Regions from separate parts of the Mus musculus genome. Here regions 1, 2 and 4 are each linked to region 3. Evidence: chromatin contacts called from public Hi-C, HiChIP or PLAC-seq and Micro-C data. All regions are on one chromosome and are shown on one strand. Each heading gives the region's core, a stretch centred on a gene start, on an enhancer-like site or on the middle of the called end of the contact. The rest is flanking DNA. Distances are from core to core; before and after follow the strand shown.

Region 1 (2,761 bases), core at 56-2,555, 190 kb before region 3:
TGGTTCATTAGAGAATTCTGCCATATAAGTGGATATTAATTAGTAGCAATATAATTAGAGGATTCACACAAATTATTCCTGAAATTTTAGAATGTTACAAAAAGATATCTGTGTGTGTATGTATGAGTGCCTGCCTGGCGCCAAAGGAAGCCAAAAGAGAATGTTGGATCCCCTAGAAATGGTTATGAATAGATGTGGGTTGCCATGCAGATGCTCAGAAGCAAACCTGGGTCCTCTGCAGGGATAGCAAATGCTCTTAAACATCAAGCCGTCTCTCTAGCCTTAATCTTAGAATTGACACTATCAATACTTAATGTTTATTTCTGCAGTGCTGGGACAAACCTGGGGAAGTGGGTACTTTGTGTATGTTAGGCAAGACATTACCACTGAGCTACATGTATCTGTACTCCCGTAAGGATCTTGGGGGTAGAGTGACTAGGGAAGAAGAGATTAGCTTTGTAAGTGTTTCCTTGATTAGGTAATTAATGAGGTGTTTAATGTTTTTTTCATGGTGTATAAAGACAAACACAAAATTATACAACAATCAGATTCATCCACATAAGTAAATATTTAAAATCTTATCAGTGAATTCTAGTTTAAGGTAAATCTTTTCTGTTTGATTTTAGAGACAGGATTTCATTGTTTAGCCCCGGTATGCCCTAAACCTACTTGCCTGGATCTCCTGAGCATTGGGATTAAGTGAGTGTGTTCCACCATCTCTGGCAAGGTGTATCTTTTTTGTTTTGTTTTTTTTCCAGATAGGGTTTTTCAGTGTAGCCTTGGCTATCCTGGAACTCAGAAGTCTGCCTGCCTATGCTTCCTGAGGCCTGTGCCACCACCACCCGGCAGTAAATCTTTTTCAGAGCGGAAAGTTTTATATCAACTGGTTTCAATAAGAAAACAAGTGACTACGTAGAAACATGAACAGTGTTTCTCATAACAGTGGCTGGGTTGGAGGCGGGGAGGGGGGGGAGAAGGTAAAAGGGAAGTCTGCAGGTTTATCTCTTTGTCAAAGCAGAAGCAGGGCCCCAAAGAAAGGGCCAACTTCCTTCCATTCAGCTGGGAGCCCAGAGACCACACTCAGGAAAGTTTAGGACAGCAGCTGAGGGAGGGCGGAGGCAGCCAAAGGTTAGGCCAGAGAGAAGGTGGGCCTGAGTCCAGGATCCAACCCTCCTAGGTGGCATCACCAGGGAGGCGTCATGGGCTGAGGATTCTGCAGATAGGACATCACCACAGCCGAGATAGAGAGCATGAAGCTACTCATCATCTGCTTAGTGTCCTCCGAGCTCCGCGAGTTGGCAAAGCTGATAAAGGAGCAGTAGATAGCAACCCAAGCACACCACTTCAGCTTAAGCATGAGGCCACACATGCTGAAGATCATGCCAAGAAGATTCATGTAGTCCGGAGTCGGGTCGTCTAAAGCTGGGTTGCACTCACTCGGGGGAGGCTTATACCTCAGCACTTTGGTGGGCCTTCGTGGGTCGGACATATTGTTAGTGGACATAGCAAACTGAAGACCACGCCGTCCTTCTTTCACGGCTAGAAGAGCAACTTCCGGTGTGGGAATCAGTAAATCTTTTTAATAACCTCTTTAAAGGCTTACTTCCCAAATAAGTATCACAATGACTAGTACGGTTATTATTACACATAAAGAAACAATTATAAAACTCCCAGGCCTTAGAGACAGTAATCCAACAAGAATTCAATTACCTGTGCACTGGATGTAATGTCTTCACGCTGTTGGTCAGTCATTGTTGCCAAAGTGTCAAAGGGATCCTTTTCACAAGGGTCCAGAAGTCCAGGGCTGCCTATAGTCATTGTAAAGAGAAAAAGTGTTAGTAGCATTATCAACTTTGGAAAGTAGGTCTATTATTCAATAAAGAAATAAACTTAATTTTATTTAAGAAAAACACTTACCTTTGAGAATAATCCCTGAAGAAATGCACTCAAATACTCTTCTCAGGGCATCTCCAGGGCTTTGAGGACTAGAAGCACTGCTAATTGCCTTCTCCACCAGTAACTCCATAGCCTAAAATTAAAATATGTCCAACAGCTAAAAGACCATTTCCAACACCATCAGAATAATAAGGTTTTAAAGATTATGAAGCTCTGATAAATTAAGGTATCGAGCCAGTCAGTGAGGTGGCTCAGTTGGTAAAGAGCTCTAGCTGAGGAGCTGGATGGGGCCTCCACAGCAGACAACACCATGTGGAACCTTCGAGGCAGAAAGAACTGACTTCTCTAAGTTGGTCCAATTCTTCCCCCCAACCCCCACTCTTACACACACACACACACACACACACACACACACACACACACACACACACACACACACACACGTTAAACAGTAGTTTTTACAATATTCAAATTAAATAAAAGCATCGGTTTTCATGTCTCTCATATCATCTCTTTGGAGGATGAAGTAGAATTATTTAAGCACATGAGTTGATTGAGAGTCCACTCTGGGCAAAATAGTAGTACCACCTCAATAAAACAAAACAAACAAAACAAAACAAAACAAAACACCAACCAAACAAAAAAACTTGCTGGCCTATGGGATAGCAGAGATAGGAGGATTTGTAGAGTTTGAGGTCAGTTTAGTCTATACAGTGAGCTCCAGGACAAACAGAAATACAGAGAAAATTCATCTGAAAAGAAGCTAACAAGTAAACTCAAGGCAGTAGGATCAGAAAACTTTTTTTTAAGATTTGTACCTAAAAATGAGAAATATCAGGCTAATACCTAAAGAATACTGATTCTA
Region 2 (3,087 bases), core at 279-2,778, 230 kb before region 3:
AAGCAAAGGCCGCAGGTTGGCCAGCTCTGCTGGGATTCCAGCTGTGCCATTCCTCTGTGTACGCTCCCGGGGAGCTTTCTTGGACGGCTGGGGATGCTGAAGCCTGAGCGCCCATGTCTCAGGTATTGAGGATGAGAGGGAAAAGGCAGCCATGGGGTGAGGTGGGGTGGGGAGTGACTCTCCTCGTTCAGTGTTTCCTCTCAATGGGCCACCTTCCATTGAGACCCTCCCGTGCTCCACCTGTAGGCACCCACCCACAGGAGAAACTACAGCTCCTGAAGACAGACTCTACAGCCAAAACACACTAGGGCTGAGAGCAGCCTCTGCTCCATGGAAGCAGAGAAATTCTGCTGGTGTTTGCGTAAGGATAGGAAAGGACATGCAGAAGTGGAGAGAAAACTTTACAACAAAAACAAAGGAATTTTCTTGTCACCCAGCAGACAACCATCATTCCCACGGGATCTCCCTCTGGCTTTCTTCACTTTTGAATTCACTTGTTGGCTAAAAATTCATTTAATCTAGCTTTCAAAAAGAAGATGAAGACTAAGCTTTCAGCCTCTCAGACTCTTTCCTCTTTGCATTCAAGCAGGCGGTATCTGCAGCTCAAGCACTGTGGAAACCCCTGAAGATGGCGCTGTTATTCGGTCAGCCTCCAGAGAGACCAGTGTTTGAAGAAAACAATCAAGTTGGGGCCGGTTTGGGGCTTAAGACAGTCCCAGGAAAAGTACCTTAGTTATGGTCAAGGTGAAAGGTAAGTGGATAAGGCTTCTTGTGCCTCATCTTACAGTCACACACTGGAGCTGGGGAACCAGTGTGCAGCGGCTACCACAGCACATCTGCTGAGACCTTCTGCAACACGGCATGCAGCACTTGCTGTCTGACCACCTTGTCCAGACCAGACACCGACACGCAGCTGGGGTCTGAAAGGCTTTTTAGGCTAAGGGACTGGGAAGTTACCTGTCTTATAAGAGGCTGCTATAAGGTGGAAAAATATACTTAACATCAAGTCAAAAATAGAGGTTAATTTCAGAATCTATAATTCCAAGGAGGGGGAAAAACCTTAGGAGAGATGAATAAAAGTTGAGACCATCATTAAAGAAAAAGGCCTTTGAAATTTTAAACCATGATTTAAATGTCTAAAAGAAAAGTCAGGCATCCTTGTTACAGAAAAATACACATTACAAGAAAAACAAGGACAGCATGCACACCTGTGAACCCAGTATTCTGGAGGCAGAGGCAGGAGGGCCACAAATCCCAAGCCAGCCTGCGAAATTCCAAACCTAGTTTCAAAATAAACAAAACACTTAGAAAAAGAAATGATTTTGGACTGGGAAAAAAATGGGACAAAGTATACCAGAGGCAAGACTTTCCACATAAGAGGGAGCTACACCATCCAGAAGTCTCTGTTCTTGAACTCAGAAGCAATTAAAATTTCATATGAGCGTTAGCCACTCTCCTCTGTCTCAAAAACAGTCAACCAATCCAGGCTCCTTCATAATGAATGACTCAGAGCAAAGCCCCGGTGCCTCAACATCTCGGGTGCCCGTGCTGAACTCCACCAGCAGACACACAGGTGCGCTTCCCCGCCCCTGCCCCGTGCTGGGAGCCCCAGCCAGCTGTGATCTCTGAGAGCAGCAAGAGAGCATGCAGGCCATGGGATCCTCCCAGGGCATGGGACGTTCTGCATTGGAGACCAGGAAAAAAACGCATGATGCCAAAAAGGCCCCACTGCATTGTGAAAGGAGTGAGAATTTCCCATTATTACCATCAGGTTGGAGGAAAGGGAAACAAGGAAAATTCTTTCCAAATGCTGTAACCCCAGAGCCAGGTGTGTAGCTACTGAAGACCTTGACATCTTGGTTACGATACATCATTACTGTTATGTGCAAGAGGATGAAAACAAAGGCGTTTATATATAGCAACACTAGGGATGATGTCATCTATCTCTGGCCTCAAGCTATATGTGAGACTTGATAACATGGCCGTTACCTGGCAACAAGTGAAGAGTGACTTCCTTCTCTGTTACTTCCTTTTCATCTGTGTGAATTTCCTAAAAATAAATAAGTAAACAAATAAATACCAGAGCAAAAGATTTTCTTTCTTTAAGGGCTCAAAATAACAATGAAGGCATGCTTTCAGAATACACATCAAACTATGACATACACTCTGGAACTTTTAGTTAACAAGCTATTGATTTTACAGTTCTTTATCGAGTGTGTATACACACAAGCACAAGCACAGTGGGAGTGTGTAGGTCAGAGGACAACGGCTGGAGGCTGGATTTCTCTTCCCACCATATAAGTTCCAATGATCAAACAGGTCTTTAGGCTTGGTAGCAAATACATTTATCCAGTAACTAGCCTTTAACGAGGTACTTTTAAAATACATGTTCAGGGCGCTGGAGCTGTGGTTTAACATGCATAAAGCCCTAGATTTAATCCCCACATCAAAAACCAAACCAAACAAACAAGCAAAAAGAGAATGTGGAGAGACGACTCCTTTGGTAAAGTGCTTACAGCACAGGCATGAGGACGCGGCGGCCCTTCTGCAGCACACACGCACCTGCAATCCCAGTGCTGAGGAGAGATGGGAGGATCCCTGAGGCTTACTGGCTAGCCAGTCTACCCAGACATGTAAGCCTGGGCTCAGTAAGGCGGTCTCAAAAAAATAACATGAAAGACAACTAAAGAAGACACCCAGTGGGGCTGGAGAGATGGCTCAGCGGTTAAGAGCACTGACTGCTCTTCCAAAGGTCCTGAGTTCAATTCCCAGCAACCACATGGTAGCTCACAGCCATCTGTAACGAGAACTGACGCCCTCTTCTGGTGTGTCTGAAGACAGCTACAGTGTACTTACTTACATATAATAAATAAATCTTTTTTTTATTTTTTGGTTTTTTGAGACATGGTTTCTCTGTGTATCCCTTGCTGTCCTGGAACTCACTCTGTAGACCAGGCTGCCCTCAAACTCAGAAATTCACCTGCCTCTGCCTCCCGAGTGCTGGGATTAAAGGTGTGCACCACCACTCCTGGCTATAATAAATAAATCTTAGAGAGAGAGAGAGAGAGAGAGAGAGAGAGAGAGAAG
Region 3 (2,983 bases), core at 328-2,827:
TACACTTCCTTGCTGCTGTTCATCACCAAAGGAAGTCAGGGCTGGAACTCAAGCAGGCCAGGAAGCAGGAGCTGATGCAGAGGCCATGGAGGGATGTTCTTTACTGGCTTGCATCTCCTGGCTTGCTCAGCCTACTCTCTTATAGAACCAAGACTACCAGTCCAGAGATTGTCCCACCCACAAGGGGCCTTTCCCCCTTGATCACTAATTGAGAAAATGCCTTACAGTTGGATCTCATGGAGGCATTTCCTCAACTGAAGCTCCTTTCTCTGTGATAACTCCAGCTGTGTCAAGTTGACACAAAACTAGCCAGTACACCCTTGTTTAGAGCTTCATACACAAAGACTCCTCTCTCACTTTATTTTGATGACGGTGTTGCTCTAGTTGGACTCCCGCATTCAGTAGGGATGCGCTGGGGCACTTCCCTACTACCCTTAGTAGGTAGTAGTTCCATTCAATACAAGGTTTGAATCACTTATTAATTTTTGCAGCTGTTAAATGTGAAGACAACGATCATTTCAACTCTTGAACCTGTTAGGATGATCACTATCTGTCAAATGCTGTATGTAAACCTTTGTGATGAACAGAACTCTGTTTGTTGTTGGCTACAGGAGGAAACCATCCAGTACACATTCTAAGCCACCTGCTTGTGGTTATTTGTGATGGTGGAGTGGATTTCCTCCGCGAGACTTTGGATCCGTGTTTAGACAAAGGTATGGCGATTCAGTATGCCTCCCGGTTTCTGTCTCCAGTACTTAGCTCCTGTATTCTAGGCTGGTAGTGAGGCGGAACACCAAGTCCATGGTAACCTGCAGAGGAGGATGCTGCGGAAAGGGAACACAAAAGGGGCCAGGGAAAAATGTAGCCCCCAAAGGACACATCCTTACTTTTCACCACCTCGTAATAATGCTGTCATATTATGACTATCAGAGCATTAATTCACTGATTAAGGCACAGCTCTCAGGATCCAGGCTCTTCTGAAAAGGTCATCAGTTGAAAACCAGATCCCCAATGAATGAGCCCACAGGGAGATTTTATATTCAAACCACAATTACTTTGGAGCCCCAGAACTCCATTTTAAGAATAAAGGTTTCGTGGCTAAGGACATTTGTAAGATTTCTTTGACTTTCTGAATTAAATAGTGCGCCTCGCAGGCTTGCTTCCTTTGGATTTTAGCAGCATGAGTCAGATCTTAAAGGTAGAAACGGAAAATCATCTGTAGGCAAGTGGGTCAGCACATTGTTTTTTCTCAGAGTAGCTCCCATCATTTCAGTACAGCATTTATAGAGCGGTACCATATACAAGCTATTTGCAAGCGCAAAGCTCCGTGGATCTTGTCATTTATGTTTCATTGACATCTCATTCTCCTTCAGATCAGGCCCAAGCTGCGTGGCATCTCACTGTGGTGCCATCTCCCTCTTTCAGGAGCATTTACTTCAGTATCTGTGGCGGCCCCTTTAAGGCCCTGGAAAGGGCCGGCTGGCGGTTGGGCGGCGAGGCCACGCCCCCTTCACGTGGCCTTCGTGCCATTGGGCGGAGCCAGGGCCTCTAAGCTGCCGTCATTTCCGGCTCTCTGTCAGTCCGGAGTAGGCGAGCGAGCGAGGCAGAGGTTTTTGGTCGGCCGGAGCGGAGCGTGAGTGCGTGGGACCCCGGGCCCATTCCTCGGGGCTGCGGCCAGGCCGACCCCAGGCTACCGCGGCCCCCTTCGCTCTCCTTGCCGGTGGGGAGAAAAACGGCAGCTCGGGGGAAGGGCCTCCGCTCTTGCCCGCGTCCCCGCGGGGCCTCGTGTGGCGGCCGCTCTGGGGAGCCGAGCCGAGGCGGTGGGCGCGGGCAGGCAGGCGAACGGCGGGTGATGGCCGCGCGCCCCTCGGACTGGGTGATGGGGCTCCGGGCGGAGGCGCTAGCGGTCTGCCCTGAGGCTGCGCTCGCCCACCCCTGTCCGGACCACCGTGCTCGGGAAGCCATCCCTTCCCCACCCTCGGGGGACGCTGGCCCCGCGGGGTCGAGGGGCGGGGGGCGCGCTCGGCAAACATGGCTGGGCTCCGGGGCGAGGAGAAAATGGCGCTGGCGCAAGGCCCTCCTCTTGTGCACGCTCTCGACGCCCCACGCCCCCTTCCTGAGGCCGGCAGTAGCCCCAGCCCTCGCCTCGGGGCTTTCGGGAGCTTCCTGGCCGCGACCCCCACGGTGCCACGCGCCGGCTCGCCCTCGAGAGCCTCGCACTCTGGGATGTTTTCAGTATTCCCCAGCCCCGGGCACCGACTGGTCGGTCTATAAACTACGGTCACCCCTTTTAGTTACCTTTTGCTCGAATTACGAAGCCCCCCGCCCCCCGGCCTCCAAGAAACCACCCCAGTAAAGCCTCATTAAAGTTAAAAGTCCAAGTGTAGGGAACGGGGCTGGCTTTAGTTCCCAGTAACAAACATTGTTTTCTTATTGGGTAGATTTAGGTTAGATAATGACGTGGTTCTTTGAAGTAATTTTAGTTCCCCAGACAGCTTTTCGTAATGGGAGATAGATATGGCTGGCTGTTTGCAAGCGAAAGATTTGTTTATGTGCAATTCCCTCTCAAAAAACAGGCTTTGTGTAGTTGTGTGACCGAGCTAGCTTGGGAAACTTGATTTTGGAGGTCGGGTTGTGAAATGGAGCAGTAAGAGGAAAAGCGAAGGGACTGGTTAGGAGCCTTCTCCCTCCTGAGTTTAGGTATTACCTCTAACGGACTGGCCAGTTGTGTAGAGTCGTGGGCAGGATTTGGGTAGCTCACTTTTGCCTTGACCTCCTATTTTGCACATTGAATGCCAGTTTGGTCTTTAGAGAGCTGGGTTATAATTTTTTTGATGTAGGAGGTAGGAATTGATGTATCTTTCTTGAGCATTTACAGAATCTTGTGTTTTTTAGGACCTTTAAGCCATGTAGAAGTTAGTAAGTTTATTTAGATGGAGAGAGCAGAAGATAGTTTGGTAAATAGCTTTTGCTACCTGGTTTT
Region 4 (3,163 bases), core at 435-2,934, 140 kb before region 3:
GGATCCATAAAAGTACCATTGATTACTAGAGCTGTCTGTTACAGCAAGAGGGGAGCCCTATGCTGTAAACCACTAGCAGCATACACTTCCAGAACAAAGGGGCACCTACTTTTCTCCTAATCATCTATCTCTCTTTGTGACTCAATGGCATTATAGTAGTCAAAAAACAAAGAAACAGACAGAACCATTATAGCCAGACCTTGCAGTTTGTCTTCATTAGATTACCACAAATCATATACTCCAATAACTTATAATAGAACTGTATGTTCATAAAGCCCACCTGTCTGATAGTAGGTTTCAGCAACAGAAGGCTGAGGCTGGGCAGCAGCAGCTACAGCAGCAGCAGTTGCTGTTGGCTGTTGGTAGTACTGCTTACTATCATAAGCTACAGCAGGGGCTGTGGATCTTACATACGAATATGAGTCCTAAAGAGAAGAAATGAAACAAAAACAAAAAGGCTTGACTTAAGTGGCAGGAAAAAAAATCCTTACTGTCTAAAAATATAACAAAGGAAAATAAAACATAGTTAGTTATATAAGCCTAAACATAATAGTTTCAATACAACTAATCAATTATTAATTAATTAATTTTTAAGAAAAGATTTATTTATTTATTACATGCAAGTACACTATAGCTGTCTTCAGATACACCAGAAGAGGGCATTGGATCTCATTATGGGTGGTTGTGAGCCACCATGTGGTTGCTGGGATTTGAACTCAGGACCTTTGGAAGAGTAGTCAGTGTTCTTAACCGCTGAGCCATCTCTCCAGCCCCCAATTATTAATTTATAATAAACAGTATTAATAATATAAACTAAATAATACAATCAAGTTTTAATACAAATATAACTAAAAACTTTTACAAATCAAAAGCACTTCAAGCAGTTATGTTTGACTTTAATCAGAACTTCAAAACATTCCAATTACTGAATTGAACAACCTATATTACTCAAAATTGCACTGTTGTCTTTAAAAATGAATCCTATAGCATTGGAGAAAGAATTTCCATGGGATCATGCGATATAGCATAAAAGTATCAGCAAGAGGACCAGAAAATTCGATGTTTCAAAAAGAAAACATAGCCGGGCGTGGTGACGCACGCCTTTAATCCCAGCACTTGGGAAGTAGAGGCAGGTGGATTTCTGAGTTCGAGGCCCGCCTGGTCTACAGTGAGTTCCAGGACAGCCAGGGCTACACAGAGAAACCCTGTCTCGAAAAAACCAAAAAAAAAACAAAACAAAAACAAAAAACAAAAAACCCAAAAAGAAACAAAAGAAAACATACTATATATTTAATTTTTCTTACATCCAGGAGCTTCAAACTACTCTGTCTCTGATGGACAAGTAGTGCCCACTTGTATAAACAAAGAACATAGTCCCTGTATAGTTTCTTTTTTCCAAAAACAGGGTAAAATGAAAGTATTTTATCTATGATTTGTGTAAAACTTTTTAAAAAACTAAACAAACACATATAAATGTGTATAGTAGGGTAAAACTAGCAAAGGAGAACTTATATAAAATTCACTGCAAAGAAATTTTCTCCATCACTGCAAGTACATTTACAAGTACTGGCTTTGGCCTTCTATCATACCGAACCCATTAGATGCATGTGTTAAGGCTACTGAACTCAGCGGTTTTGGTTTTGGTTTTTACCTGGTAGTTCTGTGTAGTAGCTGGGGGTGGTGGTGGTGGTGCTTCTTGTTGCCTCTGGGTGTAACCATAGTCGGTTGCTGTGTGTGCAGTGGGGTAGCCTCCATATGCAGCAGCTGTTGCAGCAGCTGCAACAGCAACTGGAGCAGGCCTGGCAACTGCAACTGTGGCGGCTGCTGGTGCGTAAGCAGCAGTAACTGTGTGAGCAGCTACTGGAGCCTGATGGACAGTGTAGCTAGCAACTGTAGTTGGATGGGAATAGGCTACACCCGAAGCTGGCTGCTGGCTATAGTGTGAAGTAGAAGAATAAATACAATAATTTAATTTTAAAATCAAGCAGTCACCTTAAAATTATTTATCAATTCAAAAAACACAGAAATATGATTTAATTTTTAAGAATCAAAGAATCATCTTAAAATGATCAATTAAAAACCATATTTTTCAAGTAATATAATTACTGACTACAGAAGGCAAAGTATGTGAACTCAATACTTCCGAGTCAATACTGTTATTTGTTATTGTTTTTTACATTTTCATTCCTTAATCACAATGTATATTCAAATATATTATATTTCAGATTATGAATCACACTGCAAAGCAAGAGTATCAAAGATGAGGCACTAGGAAGTAAAAAACTTGAACCAAATTAGGAGTTTAAAAAAGCATTTTTACATATAAAGTTCATTATTTTATTCTATACATTAAAAAAACTCAACAAAAAGACCTTATACAACTTATAGTGAAATATATGATAAATCTTCATGTTTACACATAGCATTTCACTACACAAGTTCTTTTAAAATTTAATATAGGATTAAAGGGCTCTAAGGCAGATGCTGTGCAGTCATCCCATTTAAGCCTCAAAAGGTAAAAGCATTTTCCAAAAACAGTGATCAAATGAATTTTCATCTAGAATTTTTTGGAATGTTACTTGTTACATAAAACATAAGTCATACAGATGTTATCACAAGCTAGCATACTTTAGTTTTCACTAAAGGTTCTGAGCAACATACTCATCACTTCACTTGCTAAGGCTGTACTACCAAGGCACACATGCCTTCTCAGAAGCAGGGACGCTCAGTAGCTGAAATGTCTTGGCTGACAACAAGGTATAGAATGAGCCAACAGTTAAGAATAGCTGGGGGTGTGAACTGCTGACACAGCACCAATAAATGACAAGAATGACCCATGGGTTATAAAAAAGCACACCGTAGCCTAGACTGAGGTGCACGGCAGCAGAGGAAGCACAAGTATTTGAGCCACCATATTTAACCTGAACTACTAAGATGTGATCAAAGGGAATATGAATCTTACAGATAAGGATTTTATTTCTTATCAAAATGGAAGAGTCTAGAAAAGGTGATAGCTGCCTTCTAAAAGAAGACACTTACTCCATGCTGCTCCAGAGAACAGAACTAGAACCAACAGATGGAAGTTAAAGGGTGCCAGATTTCAGTCCAATATGAAAAAGAAAACAAAAAACAAACAAAAAACTTAGAGTCCAAAGAAAATCAA

Evidence for each region. Hi-C and Micro-C count contacts between places; a contact is called where the count stands out from the background. HiChIP or PLAC-seq counts read pairs in DNA pulled down with a chosen protein or histone mark.
Region 1: a Micro-C map of the G1E-ER4 cell line shows a contact between it and region 3, with 2.0 times the contacts expected there. The contact joins the enhancer-like site here to the promoter of Sub1 in region 3. A contact is called at or near these places in 10 of 39 promoter capture datasets (3T3-L1-derived adipocytes, the C10 cell line, the HPC-7 cell line and 6 more), 8 of 484 Hi-C or Micro-C datasets (the AML12 cell line, the G1E-ER4 cell line, embryonic fibroblasts and 4 more), 7 of 115 datasets of contacts at active chromatin or transcription factors (embryonic basal ganglia, embryonic stem cells, epiblast stem cells and 3 more) and 4 of 9 other capture datasets (adipose tissue, embryonic stem cells, liver and 1 more).
Region 2: a FOXA1 HiChIP or PLAC-seq map of pancreatic cancer cells shows a contact between it and region 3. The contact joins the enhancer-like site here to the promoter of Sub1 in region 3. A contact is called at or near these places in 5 of 39 promoter capture datasets (the 3T3-L1 cell line, the C10 cell line, embryonic stem cells and 2 more), 2 of 484 Hi-C or Micro-C datasets (cerebral cortex and regulatory T cells), 4 of 115 datasets of contacts at active chromatin or transcription factors (double positive thymocytes, effector CD8 T cells, pancreatic cancer cells and 1 more) and 3 of 9 other capture datasets (adipose tissue, liver and pancreatic islet).
Region 4: a contact with region 3 is called in a Hi-C map of embryonic fibroblasts, with 7 times the contacts expected there. The contact joins the enhancer-like site here to the promoter of Sub1 in region 3. A contact is called at or near these places in 12 of 39 promoter capture datasets (the 3T3-L1 cell line, 3T3-L1-derived adipocytes, the C10 cell line and 8 more), 21 of 484 Hi-C or Micro-C datasets (adipose-derived mesenchymal stem cells, cerebellar granule neurons, cerebral cortex and 15 more), 16 of 115 datasets of contacts at active chromatin or transcription factors (the NIH/3T3 cell line, SST interneurons, a beta-TC-6 cell line and 11 more) and 4 of 9 other capture datasets (adipose tissue, liver, macrophages and 1 more).

Annotation. Positions count from the first base shown.
Region 1 is chr15:12,179,890-12,182,650 of GRCm38.p6, reverse strand. It overlaps Zfr (zinc finger RNA binding protein), which reads right to left. Exons shown (of 20, transcript NM_011767.2): 18 at 1,918-2,029; 19 at 1,711-1,808. It also overlaps the pseudogene Gm2573. Among named protein-coding and RNA genes, the nearest start is that of Mir1898, 9.8 kb to the right of the region's middle. Within about 2 kb of position 1,305, at least 22 of the 459 cell types and tissues checked have an H3K27ac peak or open chromatin away from gene starts, as enhancers often do. A contact at or near this core is called in the G1E-ER4 cell line, where this site is marked.
Region 2 is chr15:12,229,237-12,232,323 of GRCm38.p6, reverse strand. It overlaps Mtmr12 (myotubularin related protein 12), which reads right to left. Exons shown (of 16, transcript NM_172958.4): 2 at 1,990-2,050. Among named protein-coding and RNA genes, the nearest start is that of Mtmr12, 26 kb to the right of the region's middle. Within about 2 kb of position 1,528, at least 117 of the 459 cell types and tissues checked have an H3K27ac peak or open chromatin away from gene starts, as enhancers often do. A contact at or near this core is called in adipose tissue, double positive thymocytes, effector CD8 T cells and 4 more, where this site is marked.
Region 3 is chr15:11,994,601-11,997,583 of GRCm38.p6, reverse strand. Sub1 (SUB1 homolog, transcriptional regulator) reads left to right here and starts at 1,577. Exons shown (of 5, transcript NM_011294.3): 1 at 1,577-1,633.
Region 4 is chr15:12,135,167-12,138,329 of GRCm38.p6, reverse strand. Zfr (zinc finger RNA binding protein) reads right to left here. Exons shown (of 20, transcript NM_011767.2): 3 at 1,652-1,934; 4 at 281-425. Among named protein-coding and RNA genes, the nearest start is that of Zfr, 19 kb to the right of the region's middle. Within about 2 kb of position 1,684, at least 24 of the 459 cell types and tissues checked have an H3K27ac peak or open chromatin away from gene starts, as enhancers often do. A contact at or near this core is called in cerebellar granule neurons, embryonic fibroblasts and myocytes, where this site is marked.